Regions from separate parts of the Sus scrofa genome. Here regions 1, 2 and 3 are each linked to region 4. Evidence: chromatin contacts called from public Hi-C, HiChIP or PLAC-seq and promoter capture Hi-C data. All regions are on one chromosome and are shown on one strand. The core of a region is the stretch at or near the end of the contact, and the rest is flanking DNA. Distances in the headings are between cores, read along the strand shown. Region 1 holds the start of PEMT (phosphatidylethanolamine N-methyltransferase). Region 2 holds the start of MPRIP (myosin phosphatase Rho-interacting protein). Region 3 has its middle 24 kb from the start of TNFRSF13B. Region 4 holds the start of FLCN (folliculin).

Evidence for each region. Promoter capture Hi-C pulls out the DNA fragments that hold promoters and counts their contacts. Hi-C and Micro-C count contacts between places; a contact is called where the count stands out from the background. HiChIP or PLAC-seq counts read pairs in DNA pulled down with a chosen protein or histone mark.
Region 1: a contact with region 4 is called in an H3K27ac HiChIP or PLAC-seq map of alveolar macrophages. The contact joins the promoter of PEMT here to the promoter of FLCN in region 4. A contact is called at or near these places in 1 of 5 promoter capture datasets (fetal liver) and 1 of 2 datasets of contacts at active chromatin or transcription factors (alveolar macrophages).
Region 2: a promoter capture Hi-C map of liver shows a contact between it and region 4, with 2.7 times the contacts expected there. The contact joins the promoter of MPRIP here to the promoter of FLCN in region 4. A contact is called at or near these places in 1 of 5 promoter capture datasets (liver), 2 of 47 Hi-C or Micro-C datasets (embryonic fibroblasts and epiblast stem cells) and 2 of 2 datasets of contacts at active chromatin or transcription factors (alveolar macrophages and skeletal muscle).
Region 3: a Hi-C map of subcutaneous adipose tissue shows a contact between it and region 4, with 2.1 times the contacts expected there. The contact joins the enhancer-like site here to the promoter of FLCN in region 4. A contact is called at or near these places in 3 of 47 Hi-C or Micro-C datasets (embryonic fibroblasts, retroperitoneal adipose tissue and subcutaneous adipose tissue) and 1 of 2 datasets of contacts at active chromatin or transcription factors (alveolar macrophages).

The regions. Positions count from the first base shown.
Region 1 is chr12:60,879,014-60,882,396 of Sscrofa11.1, forward strand. PEMT (phosphatidylethanolamine N-methyltransferase) reads left to right here and starts at 1,354. Exons shown (of 7, transcript NM_214365.1): 1 at 1,354-1,363.
Region 2 is chr12:61,184,413-61,187,744 of Sscrofa11.1, forward strand. MPRIP (myosin phosphatase Rho-interacting protein) reads right to left here and starts at 1,478. Exons shown (of 23, transcript XM_021068036.1): 1 at 1,269-1,478. The coding sequence starts at 1,391.
Region 3 is chr12:61,220,611-61,224,017 of Sscrofa11.1, forward strand. No RefSeq gene overlaps it. Among named protein-coding and RNA genes, the nearest start is that of TNFRSF13B, 24 kb to the right of the region's middle. Within about 2 kb of position 1,446, at least 26 of the 83 cell types and tissues checked have an H3K27ac peak or open chromatin away from gene starts, as enhancers often do. A contact at or near this core is called in retroperitoneal adipose tissue and subcutaneous adipose tissue, where this site is marked.
Region 4 is chr12:61,027,763-61,030,901 of Sscrofa11.1, forward strand. It overlaps FLCN (folliculin), which reads left to right and starts at 1,424. Exons shown (of 11, transcript XR_002337421.1): 1 at 1,424-1,895.

The DNA.
Region 1 (3,383 bases), core at 104-2,603, 150 kb before region 4:
ATAAAAGAACGGGCGTAGGCAGGGAGAAAACGGGCCTGGGTGGGTGGTGCTGGCTGGGGGCCCTTCCCCCTTGGCAGGCCCCCCAGAATTGGCTCTGGTTCTGCCTGGACTCCCTGAGCGGGAGCATGACGAGCGGTGGTCAGTGGGCACACCGGTCCTGCAGCGCCTGCCGTGCGCGCAGCCCAGTCATGCCCAGTGGTTGTTAAGCACTTCCCACTGGTCCGCGTGATGGGTTTTACCAACAGGTATTTCCTTTTCACTTTCGAGGACACGAAAGTTGTCTGCAGTCCGAGAGCCAGTGCTCGCCCCCAGGCCAGTGTCCTTCCTGTCTCACCGTGGGCCTGCCTATCCTAGGGATGCTGCGGAGGCCACCGCAGGGGCCCGCACACCGGGTCTGCTCACAAATGCTCCAGACCGGCCGGTGCTGAGGGCCAAGGGGTGAGAAGTGGGCTTGAATCAGGGAGAGCTGGCTTTACAGAGGGGCTGCCTGGGCTCCCATCCCAGACAAGGGAATCTCCATTTCCCAGGTACATGGCACCTAGCTCAAAGGGGCTGTCTTGGGACCAAACCATCCAAAATCCCACCTACTTTTCTTTTCCTTTTTTTTTTTTTTTTTTGTCTTTTTAGGGCTACACCCGCGGCATGTGGAGGTTCTCAGGCTAGGGGTCCAATCGGAGCTGTACCGCCAGCGTATGCCAGAGCCACAGCATCGCGGGATCCAAGCCACGACTGCAACCTACACCACAGTTCACGGCAACGCCGGATCCCTAACCCACTGAGCGAGGCCAGGGATCGAACCCGCAACCTCGTGATTCCTAGTCGGATTCCTTTCCCCTGCGCCGCGACGGGAACTCCCCACCTACTTTTCCGAACTCCGTCGTTCCCCCTATCTCCCGTCCACCACTACTCCAGCCTTTTCCGGATTCCAGAAGGACCCCTCCGGTCTCCAGGCACCTGCACAGGTGGTCTCTCTTCCTGCCCCTGCAGTTTGCATGTCTGGCACCTCCTGCACTCAGGCCTCCCTCTGAGACCTTCCCGAAGCATTCCAGGGCAGGGGCCCCGGTGACCATCCGACCCAGCCCCCTCCCCCCAACACACCCCGCTTTTCCTGCTAGGCGCTCTTCCCCCAGGCGACAACGAGGGCAGCCCCGGTGAGTGCTCGAGGGGGAGTGGAGGAGGGTCGCCAACCGCGGGGCGGGAGCTGCGGGGAGTGCCCGCCCCCAGGCACAGGCAGCCTCAGGAGGGGCGGGGGGCCGAGCCGGCCAAAGTCCAGGTCCGCAGGGGCTGCGCAGAGCGCTACTTAAGCCTACGACCCGCCGCCGCCGGCCTCTAGCCCGCCGCCGGCCAAGGACAGGGACACCAGGTCAGTTGGCAGGACAGGTGGGGAGCCGGGGGCCGAGGGGACACCGAGCCCGGCGGCCTCGAGGCCGCCGCGGGACTGGCGGGCGCCGCAGCGCGCGGCCCTGGGATTTGTAGTAGGTCTCGGTTCCGCGAGAGGCTTGCGCGAGCCCGGGAGCGCGGCCCTGCGCGGAAACGGGGACTACATTTCCCAGAAGGCCAAGGAAGCGGGGGTCATCGGGAAAGCGCCCCGCCGGCGGCGCTTCATGGGCCGCCATGGGGGCCGGTTCTGCGGGCCGGGGGCTCCCGCGAGGCCCGCGCGGCAACCCCTGCAAGGCGGCCCGCGGCCGGGGGCTCCGGCGAGCGAGGACCATGCGGGACCCGGGGGCGGCGCCCGACTGCTGCGGGGGCTTCGGCAACCTGGACCTCAGGCAGGTACCGACCGCGCCGGCCGCTGGGCGGGAGAGGGCTCGCCAGGCCCTCCAGGTCCGCGGCTGGCCTCGCTGCCTCCGACTCCTGGGGGCGGGGCTGCCGTTACCAGGCGACGGGGCGGGGCGGGCCGGGGGCGGGGCTTCCGTTACCAGGCAACGGGGCGGGGCGGGGCGGGGCTGCGCGAGCCCTTGCGGGGAGGCGGCGCCCGGAGCCGCTGGAGCAGCCCCTTCTCTTCCGAGACCCGCACGAGAGGGGCGGCGCGGGGGGGGCCGGTGCCGGGGGCCCGCCGCCCCCGCGCTGTCCCGCCCGCGCTCGGAGCCGCCTCTGAGCCACTTCCTTCACCTGTCAGCGTCAGCGTCCTCCGTGGAGTCCCCAGAGGTCTCAGCTCCAGTCCAGTCCCCAGCCCAGCGGGTCCCGATTTAGAGCCAGGTGCAGAGACCTGGGACAAAAACCTCAGAGTTGAGCTCTGTTTCATTTGGGGGCCTTACTGAGGACTGTAGCCCAGGAAGCAGCCCCTCAGCAGCTCTGAGGGTCTGTCGGGAGAAGTAAGGGAGGGGCCGGGATCTCTAGGAGTTTTTGCTGGGACCCCCCCCCCCCCAGGGCAATCCCACATCAGAAGATGACTGCTGGGAGTTCCTGGGGTGGCCTAGCGGGGTAAAAACCGACACAGTGTTTGTGAAGATGTGGGTTGAACCCCTGGCCTCGCTCAGTGGGTTGAGGTCCAGCCTTGCCGCAAGCTGCAGCATAGGTCGCGGGTGTGGCTCCGATCCCACGTTGCTGTGGTTGTGGGGTAGGCCAGCAGCTGCGTCTCAGATGAGACCCCTCGCCTGGGAACTTCCATGTGCCACAGGAGCTGCTGCATAAAGAAAAAAAGATGACTGCTAGGCACCCAAAAAACCAGACACGTCACTCACGATTCGAGCGCTTTTCTTTGCACAGGAAAATGCACGAGCCTGGGCTCCCTGAAATTCTTGCTTAGATTTGCATCTTAACTGTCGAGGGCCAGTGTCCAGTTCTTCCTCCGTTCCGAGTCCCCTCGGGCCACGTGGCTGGATGGGGGCGACATTCTTTGTTTTCTGGAATGGGCAGGTGACATTCTTCGTCCATTTCAGTGTTGGAGGTGGGCTCTCACTGGCCTTTCACTCCAGGGAGCCTGGAAACAAAATTCTGTTGGAGATAAGGCTGGCTCGCCTTTTCGGAGGAGCTGGTGCGGGGGTGGGGGGTGGGATTGAGATCCGGACACGCCGGTTCCCCTTCTGAGCAGGGGCCTCTTCTCTGAGATCAGATCCGATTGGGAAGGTGCGGGGTCGGGGTGGGGAGCAGCAGAGCAAAGCCTCGGAGGGGGGTGTTGTTGGAGAACCAGGTGAAGCCTCGCATCTGTCCAGAGTGCAGGCCTGTCCCGGGGCACAGGCGGGACAGAGAGAGGAAGAGACATTATTTCAGTGAGCTGCTGAGGTGGAACTCAGAGGGCGCTGGGGCACAGCGCCCAGCTCAGCCACCTTCAGAGGCGGCCGCCTGGCGGGTGTGGGCCCAGCGCCAGGGATCCATCCGCCCCAACCATTGATCCTTAGCTCCTACACGTAAATGGCCATTAGCTCCCTGGACGCGCGGGG
Region 2 (3,332 bases), core at 228-2,727, 160 kb after region 4:
TCCCAGGAGGTGGAAGCCCGGCCTCATCTCTCCCAGCACAAATAACCCCACTCATTTCAGAAACTACCATTCCAGTTGGGCCCTGGAGGGCCCAGGCCTGCTTCAAAACCCACACTTCCCCTGGGAAGAAGGAGAAAGAGCAACACACTGGAAATGTGCAACACCTCCTGCTCCTCTGAACCCACCTAATAAACAGATTTTTTTTCAACAGATTTAACTCGAATATGCAGATTCCATTCTAGTCCACCCAAATTTAAGAAATGGAAAGCAAGCCCCATGAGGTGTAAACACGCAATTGAGGCAGCGGCCCGGGATAACCAGAAAACTCTCCGAGAATAACCTTGCCAAGCCCAGAAACTTCCTAAATCCAAGTGTACGGGTCTGTAAGCAACTTTCTGTCTGCTTATTTTTTGAAAAGTTTAAGAAGGTCTCATGCCTTGCTTTTCACAACCGCCTGGAGGGGGGGAGAGCCAGGGACCCCTGCTCCCAATTTGTGGGAACGGAAAGGAAACTACCCAGAGGCGAAGGGACCTGCTCAAGGTCACGCGGCTCAGAGTGACAGCGGAGACCAGAAGCTGGATCTCCCGAGTCCCGGTGCGGGGCCCGCATCACCGCCTACGCGGCCGCCCAGAGAGCCCCGCAGCGCCGAGGAGGGGCCCTCGGAAGCCCGCCGCACAGCCCGGAGCACGCCCCGCAAACAGCTCCGCGGGCCCTCGGGGCGCGACCCGGGCTCCGCGGCCTGGGGGCTCCGCGGCCTGGGGGCTCCGGTCAGGGGGCGGCACGTCCCGGGCCGCCGCCGCCGGCCCCGTAAGCGCCAAGGCCGGTGGGCACTCCAGCGGCGGAGGAAGGGCCAGGCCGGTCCGCTCGGAAGCAGCGTGTCCGCGGCAGGAGCGGCCGCAACTAGGTCAGCGGGGCCGCAATGGGAAGGGGGCTCCCGGCCTCGCTCAGGGCCGCCCGGGGACGCTCGGGGAGCACGGCGGCCGGGAGAGGGCGCGGGGCGGGGGCGGGCCGTCGGGCGCGGCCGGGAGCCCGGCCGCGGAGGGACCGGCGCGGGGAGAGGCCGGCGCGGCGACCCGGGGCGCCCGGGAGAGACGAGACCCCGCTCCGGCCGCGCCGCCCGGCCCGAGTGCGGCCCCGCGCTTTGTTCCCGCGCTCGGCCGGGCGCCTCGAGCCTCCGAAACGCATGAGTCACCGGGCGGCGGGCGCAGGGCGCCGCTTTGTCCGCCCCGCCCGCCGCCCGCCGCCCGCCGCCGGCCGCGGGCGCTCACCTGCGTCAGGTCCTCGTCGTTGAGCAGATGCGACTCGCGGGGCTTGAAGCAGTTCTGACACTTGCTCTTGTTGAAGATGTTGGCCTGGAATTTCCTGCACGGGTTCTCCTTGGCGGCCGACATGGCCGGGCGCGGGCTCAGGCCGGGAGCCGCCGCATCCCCGGCCGCCGCCTCCAGCCGCGCACGCAGGCCGGCGCCTCACAGAGCGCGCGGCCCCCGCCGCCCGCCCGCGCCGCCGCCGCCGCCGCCGCCCGCCGGCCCCGGGCCCATGGACGCGGCCAAGCGCGCCCGCTCCCGCTCCCAAAGCGCCCGCCGGTCGCCGCGCTCGGTGCCCGCGCCGCCCTGGGCGCCCGCGGCCGCAGCGAAGGGGAGCGGAGCGCCGGGCGCACTCGGGGGCGGCGGGCGCGCGCGAGGGAGCGACAGGCCAGCGCGCGGGGCGGGGCCGCACGCGGGGCGGGGCCGCGTCCCGGCGCGATTGGCGGCCCAGCGGGCCAATGGCAGCTGGGCGCCGCGGCTAACAAAGAAACCTTCCTGCGAATGGGAGCCGGGGGAGGGACAAAGGCGGCCGGGCGCAAGGTAACTTGTGTAGGCGGGGAAAGGCGGGGCGCGGCGGGACGTTCAGGCTTGGTGGACGGGCGCGCGGCCGCCGGCCCTGACAGCTGCGGGGGCGGGGCCGGCGGGGCGGGGCGGGGCCGGCGGGGCGGGGCCGGCGGGCTGGTGCTGCAAACAGCTTTTCCAACCTGGCTCTCTTGCGCCCACGTGGAGCGGATTAGCTTGACACCCACCGCACCCACTGTGCGCGGGCCACGCGCGGTGGTCAGCAAGGCTGCAGAGTGTTACAAGTGCTTGATATGCATGAGCTCAGTGAAGGCGCACAGCCTCCCCATCACCATCCCGTTTTACACGGGCGGACACTGAGGCACATAGAAATTAAGACGAGGGAGGTAGGGTTTCAGGGGGTGACTCAGAGACATCAGCCTGGAAGAGCTGTCAGTTCTATTGCGGGAGATTAGTAAGGGCTGACGCGATGCCAGGTACTGAGCCAGGCACTCCTGCCCTCATTACGCACTTGAGGAAATTAAGGCTCCAACGCTTCCAAGCAATTTGTGCCACGTAGTTCTACTAGGTGGGCGAACCGTCCCTCCAGTCCTCCACCGTCCAGTCTCCGAGCCAGGAGACCACTTAGAGAAGACTGAAGGAGGTGTGGACAAAAGGCTCAGCAGCTCAGAGAGGGAGTCCTTGGGGAAATTAAAGAGGAGAGGAAATTCAGGCCGAGCGTGAGTCGAGAGGGGCTGGGGTGGAGGTGGAGGAAGAAGGAGCAGGACTGACCACGCTGAGGCCTTCGTGAGGGCCCGGTCATCCAGGGCCCTGGGGTCCAAGCCCAGGCTGGTAAGGTCATCCTACTGGCAGCGAGGAGCCCAGCGCCGGGGTTTCCAAATCAGGGCTTGAGCCAGCTCAGCCCTCGCAGAGGAGGTGACACTGAAGCATGTGCTAGGGTCAGTGACAGCAGCTGTTGCTTAGAGAATGGAAGGTTTTCGGAGAAGCAGCGAAGGCTTCCAGAGCTGTGTACTTTTCCACTGAGCCTCCTGCAAACATCCCAGGGAGGCGGATGTCATGTTCGTGTAAGAAAGTACTTTGCTCCAAAGCGAGCTGAAGAACGGAGAATCCAAGTCCCGCGGCCGCCTGTGGGGAAGGCCAGCCCCAGCCTGGCCGGCCCTTGGCCCTGGGCGAGTGCCTTCACCTGCCTGCTGCCTCCGTTACCTCATCCACAAAACTGGCATGAGTGTGTGCTTGCCGTGAGTGTCACATGATATAATGCTTGTAAACGATTTAGCACCGTGCCAAAATGTTAATTGGTGAATCTAGGCAAAGGGTGTTTATTGTCCTACCCTCGCGGCTTTTCTGTGGGTTTAAATTTTTGCAAAATAAAAAAGTGTGTGTGTGTAGTGGGGGAGACAGACAATTCTTGCCTACACAGAATACTCAGAAACTGATACCACGGGTGGCCTCTGGGGAGGGAGCTGGGTGGTTGAGAGGTGACCTACTTTTAATTTTCACTGTGCG
Region 3 (3,407 bases), core at 196-2,695, 190 kb after region 4:
CGGGAGCCCCGACAAGTCCCAGCTCTACTGGAATTTTACCACTGATTGGCTGTGTGATCTTGGGCAAGTTAATAAACCTCTCTGGGCTCCATTTTCTTACCTATAAAATGAAAGGAGGCATCTTGGAGAGCTTGGGAGGGTTAGTGAGTTACCGGAAGGGTAGCTGGCACACAGCAGACGCCCACAGGGACGGTGACAGTGGTGGTTCACGTAGGGCAGGCCTGCCTGGAGTGGAGGCCTCCCTCCTGGCCTTGGGAAGGAAACGTCCTCCACGGGGTCCCGTCCTGCCGCACACAGGAGGTGGACCCAGACAGTGAGGCTTCAGAATCCTGGTTCTTAACACAATTCTCCTGCCGAGAGGAGGCGCCACGGGCAGCCCTCCGTAGGCAGCCCCCCAGGACCTAGTGCTGTTATTGGCCCGGTTGTTGTCTGGGTGGAAAAAACCACACTTTGAAGGCCCCTCCTGGATCCTGCCTCCCAGGACTCCACGTGTAGTCACAGGTGGCCTGGTGAGCATGCTTCCTCCAGTGAGGCAAAGAGTTTCAAAAGATGTCGACACACTCGGAGTTCCCATGATGGCTCAGTGGGTTAAGAGCCCGATTAGTATTCATGACAACATGGGTTTGATTCCCTGGCCCCGCTCAGCGGGTTAAGGATCTGGCATTGCCGTGATGTGTGGTGCAGGTCACAGACATGGCTCAGATCTGGAGACGCTGTGGCTGTGGTGTAGGCCGGCAATTGCAGTTCTGATTTGATCAATCCCTAGCCCCCGGGCATCGGTGTGCCAGAGGTGTGGCCCTAAAAAAAAAAAGGATGTAGGCAAATACTCCTGGGCCAATGAGGTCCTCTAAGAACCCCCCACTCTCTGCCTGTCACACTATCCCTTACCGATGGTCTTTCAGTTTCTATTTGCATACCTCTGGGGACAGTGGGCTCACCACCTATCGAGATTGCCTTTCTAATCATTTGAAAGCTTGTCTCTATCCTGAGCCTATAGCTGCCCCTTCGCTGGCCTGGCTCTGCCTTCCAGGAGGCAGTAAAAACCTGCTGGCATATGGGAGGGCAGAAGCCCGGACAGTGTGACCACAGAGCTGACACCAGCTTTTGCCCAGCGGGTCTTGGACTGCTGGGCTGCCAGCAGACCAGGCAGAGCAATTCTTCACCTCTTCTTCCTCCTCCTCTGCCCCCAAACGCACCAGGCAGCTTTGAAGCCTCTGTGTGTCACACGAACGCAGTTACATAAACATTACATGTGCAAGATTTCAAGGATCATAAGTGATGATGTTTCAAGGTAAAAAGGTTCTTTGTCTTTTCTCTTTTTTTTTGCAAGAAGACATCTGAATATGGAGCCTTTTTAGGAAGAAGAGTGACAGGCGGGGGTGGTTCTGTTTCGGAAGCCTGCCTTCCCGGGCTCCCCCGCTCAGCTGGCCGCCTGCAGGATGAATCTGCGGCAGATCTGAGCTGCTTTCCCGGCTCTGGGTCTGGCATGCACGTTGCAAGCACAGGCCACACTGCTGATGCCGCGGTGCCTGCTGGATCTCCGACAGGGGCACCCACGCTTCCAGGGGCCTGAAGAAACAGGCACTGGGAGGACAGAGCCTCCCACCTGCACTTGCACACAAATGTTCAAAGCAGCGTGATTCACAGGAGCCAGACGGTGGAAGCAACCAAGTGTCCATCCACAGATGAGGAGAAATGGGGTCCACACCAGCAATGGGAGGTTGGGCGGCTGTCAAAAGACAGGAAATTCAGACACACACACACACACACACACACACACACGCTACGACGCGGATGAAGCTGAAGACATTGTGCTGAGCGCGATAAGCCAGAAGCGAAAGGACAAACACTGCATGATTCCCCCTCTGAGACACCCAGAGGTCCCATCCACGGGGACAGGAGGAAGCCCGGTGGACAGGGGCTGTGCGGGGCGGGGGGGATGCGGGCTTAAGGGGGCCGAGTTCCGCTTTGGGAAGACGACACAGCTCTGGAGGTGACGGTGCCAAAGGTCGCCCAACACCCTGCACACCTAATGCCCCCAAAGTGAACCCTGAAAAACGTTAACACGGCGAAGTCTGTGTTCTGCGTGCTGTATCACAACGAAAAAAACGGAAACAACAAGCCCCCAAATAAACACCAAAATCACCCGGGGTTTCGGGGCTGTCAGTCCTCCCTGGGGGCGGAGCCTCCCCCGCTCCGCGAACTCCAGCGTTTCCTACGGGAAATCGGGAAACCGAGGCAGGGAGAGGCGTCGGCGCGGGGGCGGCGGGCGCCAGGCTTCAGTCTCGCCGCCCGGTCTTTGCCTCCCGGGGGGCCAGGTGTTCTCGGACCCCCCGAGCCGGGCCTGGAGAGGGAGGACGGTGGGCTGCGCGCGCGCCCTCCCGGGGGTTAGACACGCTCCATCCTCACGCAGGTGGGTGGGAGCCCCGACAAGGGCCGCGGCATCGGGGACTGGCCCGGGCGGAGCCTGCAGGGCGCTCTCCACGCCCCGCGACCGTGGATCACCCGCCGCACCGGCCACACCGGGCCGGGGCCGCCGAGCGGCCAGGGCGCCACCTGCTGGTGGAGGCGGGGGGCGCGCGGGGCCGGCTTCCTCCCGCCGCGGGGCTCTGTGCGGCCTCCTGGGCGCAGAGAGCATCAGACAGAGTTCCATTCCCTGGCAGTGCGGAGGGGAAGAGACCCCTCCGACAGCCAGGGGCGGGGTCGTCCCCGGCCTCCCCAGCCCGCGTCTCTGCTCCTGCGCCTGCGCCCACGCTTCCCTCTTCCTGTGAGGACGCAAGTCATTGGACCCGGCACCGCCTCGTGTCAACTGGATCACACCTACAAAGGTCCCACTTCCAGGCGAGGCTACGTCAGAGGCCAGGCACGCTGTGGAACCCAGCAGAGGCCTCCCCTGATGCTGCCTCCTCCAGGCAGCCCTCCCGGACCCCTGGGACCAGCCCTGTCTTCCGCACCCAGCACCTCCCTGCGAGGGACGCGCTGGCTGTGAGGCTGTTCCTGCCTCCCCTCAGCACCCAGGGCCGAGGGCCGGTCAGGGCCCCAGGCCTTCCGCCCGATCCACCGAAGCAGGAATCAGACGGCGTTCACATTGGCAACAGGACTTTTTTTTCCTCTTATCAAGGCACCATCATGGACGCCTAGACCCAGAAGCGTCCACATGGAATTTAGGATTTAGAGGAGGACTCAGGAAGGAACTACCAGATCTCTTGGTATAACGTGTTTCCTAAAGGAAACCTCAGGAGGGCCTGCTTTTAACCCAAGTGGCTTAGTGAAAGGCTACAGGTGAAGCAGTTTAAGGCAGGACACAGGGTACTGCGGCCCTTGGTGTTTAATTCTTGTTCAGCCAACAAGCCAAAGCAACACTCAGGATGGTTTTGCTTCAGGTGTTTATATGGGACTTGATAAGG
Region 4 (3,139 bases), core at 174-2,673:
AATAAAAGCAGCATGGCAGCAAAGTTTGGGAAGGTTGTGTTAAGTTCTTTACTAGTGTGGAAATCAGTTGGTCAGATTTATATTCAGAATTGCTGCTGTGTCATTTTCAGGGTGAGTTTTGTTTACTGTGACAGATGTGGGAAATTTTTCTGTTAGAAATTGAAAGGCCACAGACTAGGAGGCCGCAGTCATTTCTTGCACCTTTCCACTAAGGCTTTCAAAAAGCATTTCACAAACTCTGTAAAACTCAGGCGTTGATGACAGAAGTAAACCTAGAACTCCAAATCAGTATATCCCTGTGGGGGTTTTGTTGTTGTTGTTACTGCCCCCCCCCCCGCCCCATTTTAGGGCTGCAGGTGCGGAATACGAGGTTCCCAGGCTAGGGGCCGAATCCAAGCTCTAGCCGGTGGCCTACACCACAGCCACCGAAAAGCCAGATCACAGCCACCTCTGCGACCTACAGGAATCCGAACCCGCGTCCTAATGGCTTTGTTTCTTTCTTTGTTTCCGCTGAGCTGCGATAGGAACTCCTGTGTTACTGTTTGCTTCGGAAATTATTTTTTGACTTATCAGCCAGTATGCTAAGTTCTTGGCTGTCCAATATCAAGAGGAACTGGATTGCTAGGACTAGTTAATAATATAGGGGCAATAACTGGCCTCAAAACTCCATCCCCTGTAGCCCTTAATCTTCTACCACAAGGTGCCCATCTGCGCTTTCCTCGGCTCAGAAGTGACTCCCGTGATTTGTTTTTTTGCCGCGCTTCTGGCACGCGGAAGTTCCTGGGCCGGCAATCGATCCCATAGCTACGGCAGCGAGGCGAACCGCTTCAGTGACAACACCGGATCCTTAATTGCCTGAGCCACCAGGGAACTCTCAGACCCGGTGATTTTACCCTTGGTCTAGGGCGGTCCATTGACACTCCCTCACTCTAGGCCGCCTGGCATAAGGCACTGAAGCCTTTCGGACTGACCACTATACAGTCTGAACAAAAGACGCCCAGGTTTTAGAAGATTATCTCTGGATAACCACAGTTTTTAAAGTTTGGCGCACACGCTTTCCCGTCCCACTTTCCCGGCGGCGCGGGCTTTTTGCGTCACCCGACGGCCTTCTCCCTCGACGTCGCCCTCTGTTTACGTCAGCTGGCGGACGGCCCCATGCTCGCACGCCCCACCGAAGACCGGTTCAATCGGAAATTTAATAAAAACTAATGGTGCAAGCAAAGGGAATTACAGCGCCCTTTATGGAATCGCGACATTCCCTTTTTTGTTTCTTTGGTGTGCACTGGGAATCCTAGGATAGCTATATTTTTCAAGTTTTTTTTAAAAGGTTCTTTAAATTGAAGTACCCCTCTCTCCTGTAATGGTTTCCTCCGACATCCCCCGCCCCTCCGTCTGAGCGGGCGGAACCACTCCGGAATTTTCAGAGGGTTAGCGGGCTGGGGGTAGTGGCGACGGCGTTCTGCTGGACTTCGGAGCCGCCGGGCTCTCCGGGCCTTCCCGGGGTGCGGCTCCGCGCGTTTCCTCCGCGGCCTGGGCGGTGGTACGGCCATCACCCCCTCCGCGAATCGGCCATGATACAGTCCGCGCCCCCACCCGCGGCTTGGGCGGTGGTGTGGCCCACGCCCCCACCGCCTCTGGGACGGGTGGCACGCACCGCACCCCCTCCGCCAGGCGGGCCATGGTACGGCCCGAGCCCCCACTAAACCTCTGGGCGTTGGTACGGCCCGCACCCCCACCCGCGGCCGGGGCAGTGGTACGGCCCGGGCGAGTCACGCGCCTGGGGGCGGGCGCCGTGCAGCCGCGGGGGAGGAGGTGACGGCGCGGCCCCGGACCCCGAGGGCAGCCCCAGGGGCTTCAGGACTCCGCCGGCGTCTGGCGTCGCCCTGGTCTGTCCGGTTAGTTGACCCGCGGGTTCGGGGCAAGGGGAGGGAGCCGGCCGGCGAGGCCGGGCTGAGGGGCGCGTCGGCGTCGCCGCCCCCGCCCGGGGTCCCGCGGGCCCTGGAGGTGAGGGGCCGTCGGGTGTGGCGGGTGCGGTCCGGCGCGCCCGGTCGGGGGAGGCAGGTTCGGCCCGGGGGTGGGTCGCGGCGGCCCCGGGGGGCCGGGGGCCGGGAGGAGTCCCCGCGGGAGGCGATGGGTCGCCAGCCGGGGGACACCGGGCACAATCCGCGGGGGCCGTCGGGGCCGTCGGGGCGGACGTGTCGGGGGCACCAGCCTGTCGGTGGTTGAGTGCCGGTGCCCGCGACGCCGCGTGTGTCCCCTGTGTGTACAGCGAGGCTGCGGGCCGGCAGCCGCCCTGCGCCGGGTCCTCGCAGCGTCGGCCCTCTGCGGCGGCTGCAGTTAACCCCGGGCCTGGGGCGCACCCCGGGAGGGCAGCGTCGTCCCGCGCGCCGGCCCCGGCGGGAGGGCGGGGGTTGAGCTTCTGCGTGGAGTGTGAAGGGGAGGAGGCCGTCGGGCGGGCGGACGTTTCTGCCTTTTGCTCGGATCCTGGAAAGCCCGGGCGCCCGGCGGAGACGGGGGTGGGGTGGGGGGTCCATAGAGAGCTGCCCGCTGTTCCGGCCCCGGCGGCGGTTCCCTCCCCGCGGTGAGGCTTGGCCTGTGCAGCTCAGCTTCGGGCGGCGCCCAGGGGCTTCGGGCGGCGCCCAGGGGCTTCGGTGCCTCCTGGCCGTCGCCCGGCCGGGCCTGGAGACGGGCCTTTTCCCGCTTCCACAGGCGGCGGGCTCGCAGGCTTTGCCCTGGGCTGCCTCACTGCCCTGCGGTGGCTCCTGGGCCGGGGCCCCCGGGGACCAAAGAGAGGTCAGGCGGGAGTGTTTTTCACCTAAAGATTGACAAGGGGGACTTCCCTGCGGCCTCCGTCGCTGTCGCCACTGCGGCCCAGGTCACTGCTGCGGTTCAGGTTCAGCCTCTGGCTGGCGAACTTCTGCGTGCCAGCGGTGTGGCCGCAGAGAAGCAAGAGATGAAAAGCTAAGAGGAGTCGCCCGTTTTGATTGCGGATGCTGGATGCTGGGAAGGAGCTGAGCAAGGTCGCCTCAGCTCTCCCTTCCCAGAGCGGTCTGCGGTCTGAAGGGTGAAAGTGGGGGATGCGGCCGCTGCCCCCTTATGACCAGGACTAGCAAGGAGCAGCGAGGACTTTGTGTCTCTA